2 separate regions of the Rattus norvegicus genome follow, and region 2 is linked to region 1. Evidence: chromatin contacts called from public Hi-C data. All regions are on one chromosome and are shown on one strand. The core of a region is the stretch at or near the end of the contact, and the rest is flanking DNA. Distances in the headings are between cores, read along the strand shown.

Region 1 (3,766 bases), core at 912-3,411:
ATTTTGATGGCTCTTCACACTTTCATACCTCATACCTTGTTCACGCTGGATTCAGAAAGCTCACTTCGGGGTCTGTGTTCTTACTGTGAAAGAATAGAAGTGTAGCATCTAAAGGTGATTTAACATTGCTTTTTTTCCCCTTTTAAATAGCTGTCACAGGAGGCCTTTTCAGAATAAACTTAGGTCTTCGAGGCCTGGTGGCTGGCGGTATAATTGGAGCTTTGTTGGGGTAAGTGTTAACTTGGTTTAGTCTGTCTTGTCTACTGAAGGGATTAGTACATAGAACTATATACTAATAAAGCACAAACCTAGTCCTCAGAGACTTTAAAAGATGTTTGTCTTGTATCATCAGGGGCCGTGACTATCTAGTTCCTTATTGGGGCAGTTATGAGAGGATTAAAACCAAATGCTTTTTTTAACTTAAAAATTGTGGATTTTTTTTTTTAATGTGTACATGTGTGTGTCTGTGTCTGTGCCCAAAAAGTGTCAGATCCCTTGACGTTGTCATTCCAGGCACTTGTCAGCTGCCTGGCTGGGTGCTAGGGATAAAAGTCAGGTACTCAGCAAAGACAACGCACACTCTTTCCCACTGAGCCATACCCCAGCTCTCACTGTCCACTTGTTGTATTTATAGTTATCACAGTGTAATTAAAACAGTAAATAACAACTCAGTAGCATAAACAGGATGCATATTCAAGATTCCTTTTCACGGGGTAAAATATGTGTAAACATCGCCAATATGTGAAATTACTCGTAAACAAAATATTCATAAGGAGCAAGAAAAATGACCAGAAAATTGTTCATAGAGAACACATGTGTGCTGTAGCATGTTAGAATTGTTATTTGTTTTGTTTCCATGAATACATATTTTACTTAAAGGTTCTTCTTCTTCTTCCCTAGTTAAAATGCTAGAAATTCAAAATGGTTTCAACCCTACTGAGAAGCTGGATTAATGAGTATACTAAGGCCTCATGATGGACTCAATCCCAGCCTTTAGTCCAGTGGGCAGAGGCAGACAGAGCTCTGACTGTGAGACCAACCTGCTCTATAGAGTGAGCTCCAGGACAGCCAGGGCTACGCAGAGGGCTTCTGCCTCGAAATACCCCCGTGCCCCAATAGAGAAGCTGTGTATGGGTTTGTGAAGTGGCTCAGTAAGCTTACCCCCAAGCCTGCTGTCCTGACTTGTATCCCTACAACCCACATGTTCAAAGGAAGGATCTGACTGCTGATTGTCTGTGACCTGCGCACCCATGCTCACGCACACACGTGCGCACACAGAGTAAGAAGTGTAATGGTTTAAAGACTTAGCAGGGCTGGGAAATCAGTTCAGCATCAGAGCACAAGCCCAGCATGCACAAGGCTAAGTTGAACCATTTGGGATTACCCCTAACTGTATCAGCATGCGTCTGCTAGGGAGAGTTTGCAATAGAGGTGTCAGCCCTTTCATTGCCACTGCAGTCCCCAGAGTGGTTCTCAGTTTGCTTTGATTATCCTTGCGTTAGCTTTGGGTTAAATGTTTTTGTCAGGGTTGCTACATAAGTGCAGCTGTGCCCCTGGTGTATAGCACAGCAAGAGGCATGTATGTCACCCATTATAAGCGTTAAGTATTTGGTATATTGGTGATGATCTGTGTTGGCAAGGATGGAGGTGAGAGGAAGCTGCACACACTGTTGGTGGGAATGTAAGGCAGGCAGATATCAGTGAGTATGGGGCTGCCTGGAAACTAGGGTGGATCACACTTGTATCTCAGCCCTTAGAGCAGCGGTTCTCAGCCTTCTGACGCTTCCACCTTTTAACACGGCTAGCTCCTAATGGCGTGGTGACCTCAACCATAAAATTCTTTTCTTGCTACCTCATGGCTGTAATTTAGCTACCATTGAGAGTTGCAATGTAAATATCTAATATGTCACCCCTGTGAAAGGGTCATTTAACTCCCCAAAGGGGTCAGGACCCACAGGTTGAAAACCGCTGAATTACAATATAAAAGACAGGAGTTCAAGGTCATCTTTGGCTACCTATATGATGCCAGCTTGGGCTACATGAGACCTTGTCTCAAAAAAATCAATAAACCAAAAGCAAACAGTAAAACTAAAACTGTTACATGATCCCGTGTACTATTCCCTGGCATGCACTAGAGGGAGTCTGAGTCAAACAGTCTGTGATCCGCATTTCCTCGCTGGGACTGAAAGCCAGACACTCCCTCCCTGTTCCTAGAGGCCACCCACATCTTTCTCATGGGCCATCCATGTTCAGAATAACAATCTCTCTCCTCACACTGAATCTTCTGCTCCTTTTCAGACAAAGGAGACAGCTTTTAAGCTCACTCACCCAGATAATCTCCTTCTTGATTAAACCAGAACTCCAAAATCCATATTTCCATGCAACATGGCAAAACCACAGGTGTACTAGAGACAATGGGACCCAGGAGACTGGATCCTAAAGATGAGGTGGACCAAAGTCTCATGTGATTTCCATCTTTATTCAGAGCATCAGACAGGGTCAAGAGGAATCCTTTAGTCAAGTGAACAATTACAGGACAAGTCACCCATGGCAGAGATCTTTCCACAGGGACAGCTGAATCATAGTGGCAGGTGACAGTGAGTCTCTTAGACAACTCACATCTCTCCATACACCTGGGAGGGCACAGCATGGGCCAGTCCCTAAGAACACTTGTGTGTTTTGAAGAAACTGAGGTCACAAGACTCTTTTGTCTTGTTTTGAAGTTTTCTCTCAAGCACTCAGTCCTCACACGACTCCATTCTTAGACCGTGTTCCAGCAGTGGAGGGATTCGGACAGCAAATGTGGGGAGACTTGAGGCAGGGCTCTCTATTCAGTTCCACTGCAGTTCTTTCCCATGTGATTAGGTAGGGAGCGCATGTGACTGAACACCCGTCATCCCGTCCCCACGTGCCTTTGCTGCAGTGGTTTTAACAATGCATTGACATCCTTGCACCTTGGTTTTTGGGAAGGTGCTTACAAAGACAGCCTGGTCCTGGCCATCCTTGTGTTCCCATTAATTGACATTCTTCTGAACGAGTTATCCTTCATCCCTGCTGACCCACCCATCTGCCATCCTACCACTTTGTCAGGTTGAATCATGGTTGTCTGTTCTGAAGGGAGGGGACTGAGAGGTTTGAGATGCTCTGTAGGGCAGGCCAGCCTTGACCTTGTTATCATCCTTAGCTTTCTGAATGCTGAGATTATAAGCATGATTTATTACACACAGCTGGATTTATGGATTTTATTTTACAGTTTTCTTTTTCAAGACAGGGTTTCTCTGTATACCCTTGGCTATCCTAGAACTTATTTTGTAGGCCAGGCTGGCCTTGAACTCCGAGATCTACCTTCCTCTGCCTCCTGAGTGCTGGGATTAAAGGCATATGCTGCTACCACCTGGCTTATTTTACAGTTTTTTAATTGAATGAAATTTCGTTTGTCAAAACCCACTGCTAACATTATTTTTGTTGTATTGGTAGTCTATAAGCTTGGTCTGGAGGGAAACATTGTTGAAGCTAGTGGGAAAATTTTTCCTGATAGGGTCACTAGTTTGGGCTAGCCTCAACATCCCCATGTAGCCAAGACTAAGCCTGAACTTCTGATCTTCCTACTGCTACCTCTGAGGCAGTGGGATTGCAGGCATGTACACCTGCCATTTTACCCCCTCTGTCAAACCAGCAAAAATATGTTACACTTATCATCTTGACTATTTTTTATTAGTTTTTAAAATTAGTATAGAATGGAGCATGGCATTTTCATAATACTTTG
Region 2 (3,766 bases), core at 779-3,278, 790 kb after region 1:
TACCCTACCTGTACTTTGCCCAGACCCCATAATTTTAGAAACACGTTTTTATCCACTCGCCTGCCTGATCACATCTTTCCCCAACTGTTCCAATGATATCACAGTGCCCGAGTCTCCACGGAGCCCCTCCCCCCCCTCTATCCTCAGAGACCCGCCGGCCTCTCTTCCCTGCCTGAGAAACACTGCCATCTTTGAATCCCCCGGCATTTGACTCGGCCGTACAAGCACACTGTCTAACTTAGGGGCCGCGTCTGTAGAAGGGAATGCTTTGTTAGTTTCCAGAGTGATGCCAAGCTTAATTTAAAAAGCAATGTAACTTTCATTTTTATTCTTCCGGAAGTCAGAGCGGTCATGGACTGCGCTGCAGAGGCAGCCTACCTGACGACGGCGTGGGGTTTTTTGTTCGTTTGTTTTGTTTTTTTTGTAGCACTGAGTGAGGTGTAGGAGGTGCAATGGGAGAAGCCCCCCCCCGGGGGGGGGCGGCGGCAGACCTGTCTCATTCAGCCTTTCTAGACCGCCAAGGCCCTGCAAGTGTAAGCAATCGGGAAGCGCTGTTAATGTTGGATTGAGTCACATTGCCTATTTCTCTCTACTTCGTACCTGGATCTTACACTTACCCTGTTAGCTTTTGGAACTAGGGAGTAAGAGCAGTCACCGAGTACTGAGCATGGCAAGGACGCGGTTACACAAGACCTCAGCTTCCGGCCTTGGTTCCTGGAGGGAGCTAGCATGCCTAACTTGAAGGGTATTGCGCCCTATCCAATCTCATTAGTTTCTTCCTCTCAGGGACTCACGTGACTATTATTGGAATGGGAGGCGGGGCCATGGAATTCATATGGCCATAAATTAGGAGGCCGCAATGCTCATACCACCACAGCATCAGGTTTGAGAGAACCTCCCTTCACAGTGCCTCTTAAATCTTCAGACCAAACAGCTTCTGGTCATGGGTAAGCTATGCCAGTCGACTGTCATCTAACCTTCTGGCATTTAACAAACATTCTTAGCCATGTTTTCTAGATTCCCTAGGGCCCAAAAGCCCAGGGAGAATGTAATCTCTATTTTCCTCAAAGATACACACACACACTCACACCAGTAATTTTAAGTTTGGAGAGAAATACAATGAGTGTTTTCCTAAGAGAAATTTTCTGTGAATAAAGATAGGTACTTGACCGAAGTGTGGTGCATACTTTTAATCCTATCCCTTAGGAGAAGGCAAAAATCAGGGACACGAGGATATCCATAGATACTTAGTGAGTTCAAGGAGGCCAACCTGGGCTATGTGAGGCCTTATCTCAAAACAAAACCAAAAGGAAAAAGGAAGTCCTTCTGGCCCACACCCACCCAGGGAACCCAAACCTCACAGGTCAAGGGAGATTGAGGCACAGGGCAGATTTCCATTTTTTTTTATCTGGACTACAACAGTCCCTGACTCTAAAAATTCCATCATGCTCTAGAACTGTTCGAGAGACCAGTGTTCAAAAATCAGAAAGCCAGTAACTGGAGTTAACCGTTGTAAGCTGGCAGTGCCTTCTCTGAAAGACCCAGTCTCCGTAGCTAGTGAGGTAGTCAAGTCACCCAACAGCTGCTTTGTGTTGGCAAAGGGCCGCTTAATGTAAAGACAATAACGTGAAAGATGTGACCGCACAGCCACGTGGTGGCGGACTTCGCCATCTTTGCTTACCAACATGTTTTAGATTGTATTCAAAGTGCCAGGCTTTGGTGTATTTCAGAGTTCTGTCTGGGGGTGGGCTCATCCCCCACACATTTTTCATAGTTTGTACTAGTGACTCGAGGATAGTGCAGAGAAACAAAGAAACTGAAGAGACAGGAAAGGGAGGAAGACAAAAGCAAGGCAGGGAGGCTAAGAGAGCCTGGGAAACCAACTTGAGACTTAGGAGGAGGGGGCGGGCGGGGAGTTTGATTCTACAGACTCCGGAAAGCCTATTAAGGCGCCCTGGGAGAAGCTCGCAGGGTGGGGATCAGGCCGTCCTGGTTGAAGCCTCTCGGAATTAAGAGCTGAAAGAGAAATCACAAAGGCTCATTGTTTTATTTGTGCCTCGACTTGGCTCCTGACCATTGGATCGCTGGAGTTCTGATAAACGCCCTGAGCTCCCCCTACTGGCTACTCTGAAGAACCTCACCATCCGGATCCCAAGAGAAATAGGATTACGTAACCCAGCTTTGGCTACTTAAGACTTTTTTTTTTCCTTTCCCAAGGTCTTGGCTTTTCCAAATCCTGCTGCCTAATGCCAGAGCTTGTCTGATTGCCAAGGTCCTAAGGCCCAGAGGAGGCATCTATGAAGGGCCCATGCTGATGGGAGGGCATGCAGGAGGGTGAACAAACATTTTTCTTGAATACGTGTCGCGCAAGTAAGTGCTGCAAATATGCCTGAAAGGGGGACTTTTTCTGGACTTTCATCTGCTTGCCTCAAATATGACGCTGGTACTAAACAAGACCTCTATGCTTAGGGGGTGGGCCTGCCCAGTCTAGGTTGGAGGCCATCCAAAATAAGTCCTAAGGTGAACCCAACTCCACAGTAGCCAAGGCACGCCCGGCTCTCCTTGCCTTCCCTCTTCCCTCCGTCTTCAGATCTGCGAGAGAGGAAAAAAAAAACCTGCAAGGAGCAGAATGTTCTCTGAGAGATAGAAAAATATCTCTCTCTCTCTCTCTCTCTCTCTCTCTCTCTCTCTCTGTCTCTCCTCCTTCCTTCCTTTTCTTCCTCCCCTCCCTCTCCCCCTCTTCCTCTCCCCTCCCCCTCTTTGTCTCCCCCTCCCTTCCTGCCTCTCTCCCTCTTCTCCTCTCCTTAAGGTTGCTATTAAACAAGGCAGAAGCCCTGCTCTTCCTAAAGGACACAAAGGCGAGACTTCTGTATGGGAAATGCAAGTCCAGAGGCCGGGAGCAGCGGTTGAGGGAGAGACAAAGAAGGACCCACAGCACTGGAGCAACAGGAACAAGATAGGAGTCTGCAGCTATAGACTGGGGCGGCCACACCCGCGGGGAGTGGTCCTGGGTCAGCAAGGGAGACCACTGGGCAATAGGCAGTGGATATGAGCATCACGTGAAGGAGGGGCAGATTTTCAGATGTTCGACTAGGATGCTTGTTCCCCATAAAGGACCTTCCTATGACCACCCCCCTCTTCTCTTCAGAGGTCAGAACCCAAACCTCTCCTTCAAAAATCAGCAACTTACTGGGGAGAGGCACAGTGGCAGAGGCCAGCCTGGTCTGCAAAGTGAGAACCAGTCCCAAAACAAAACAAGCAACTTTTCTTTCATAAAAGAGCTATGCCTCTCTCGGGGCAAAAATAAAATGTCCCTAAAACATTGTTTAGGTCGGTAGCATGAGGTTATTTTTAAAGGCTCTGGGCAAACACCCCAGATTCCTTTTCTTTTGTTAAACCAGAGGCAAACAACCATTAATTCAGGGTATTGCCAGGAGCCGTGCAGCCCTAGGGAAATGGCCACTTGCTTTTTCAATCCCTCAGGACCCGGGTAGCCGCCTTTCCTTTGTCCTCCTTCCTCTGCCAACTTCCACGTTTTCCTTTCATCATCCAGCAAGCCTCTGACTGACACTAACTCCTCTTCTTTCCAGGGCTGACTTTTGTGCTCTGGATCTGCTTGCACCGACAGGGTGTTGATTTGGGAGGGGAAAAAACAGAAAGTTGTTGTCATAAGTTTGTGGGATCCCAACACATCTGACACTCAGCAGGGATCTGGCAAAGCTAGCATATTCCACAGAACTCTAGGGAATCCTTTATTCCGTCTGTA

The links. A called contact is a pair of places that touch in the nucleus more often than the background predicts.
Region 2: a Hi-C map of Schwann cells shows a contact between it and region 1, with 17 times the contacts expected there. The contact joins two enhancer-like sites. A contact is called at or near these places in 2 of 12 Hi-C or Micro-C datasets (Schwann cells and frontal cortex).

The regions. Positions count from the first base shown.
Region 1 is chr11:75,748,795-75,752,560 of GRCr8, forward strand. Timmdc1 (translocase of inner mitochondrial membrane domain containing 1) reads left to right here. Exons shown (of 7, transcript NM_001007676.1): 5 at 151-229. Among named protein-coding and RNA genes, the nearest start is that of Timmdc1, 16 kb to the left of the region's middle. Within about 2 kb of position 2,162, at least 14 of the 93 cell types and tissues checked have an H3K27ac peak or open chromatin away from gene starts, as enhancers often do. A contact at or near this core is called in Schwann cells, where this site is marked.
Region 2 is chr11:76,542,748-76,546,513 of GRCr8, forward strand. No RefSeq gene overlaps it. Among named protein-coding and RNA genes, the nearest start is that of Ndufb4, 25 kb to the right of the region's middle. Within about 2 kb of position 2,029, at least 59 of the 93 cell types and tissues checked have an H3K27ac peak or open chromatin away from gene starts, as enhancers often do. A contact at or near this core is called in Schwann cells, where this site is marked.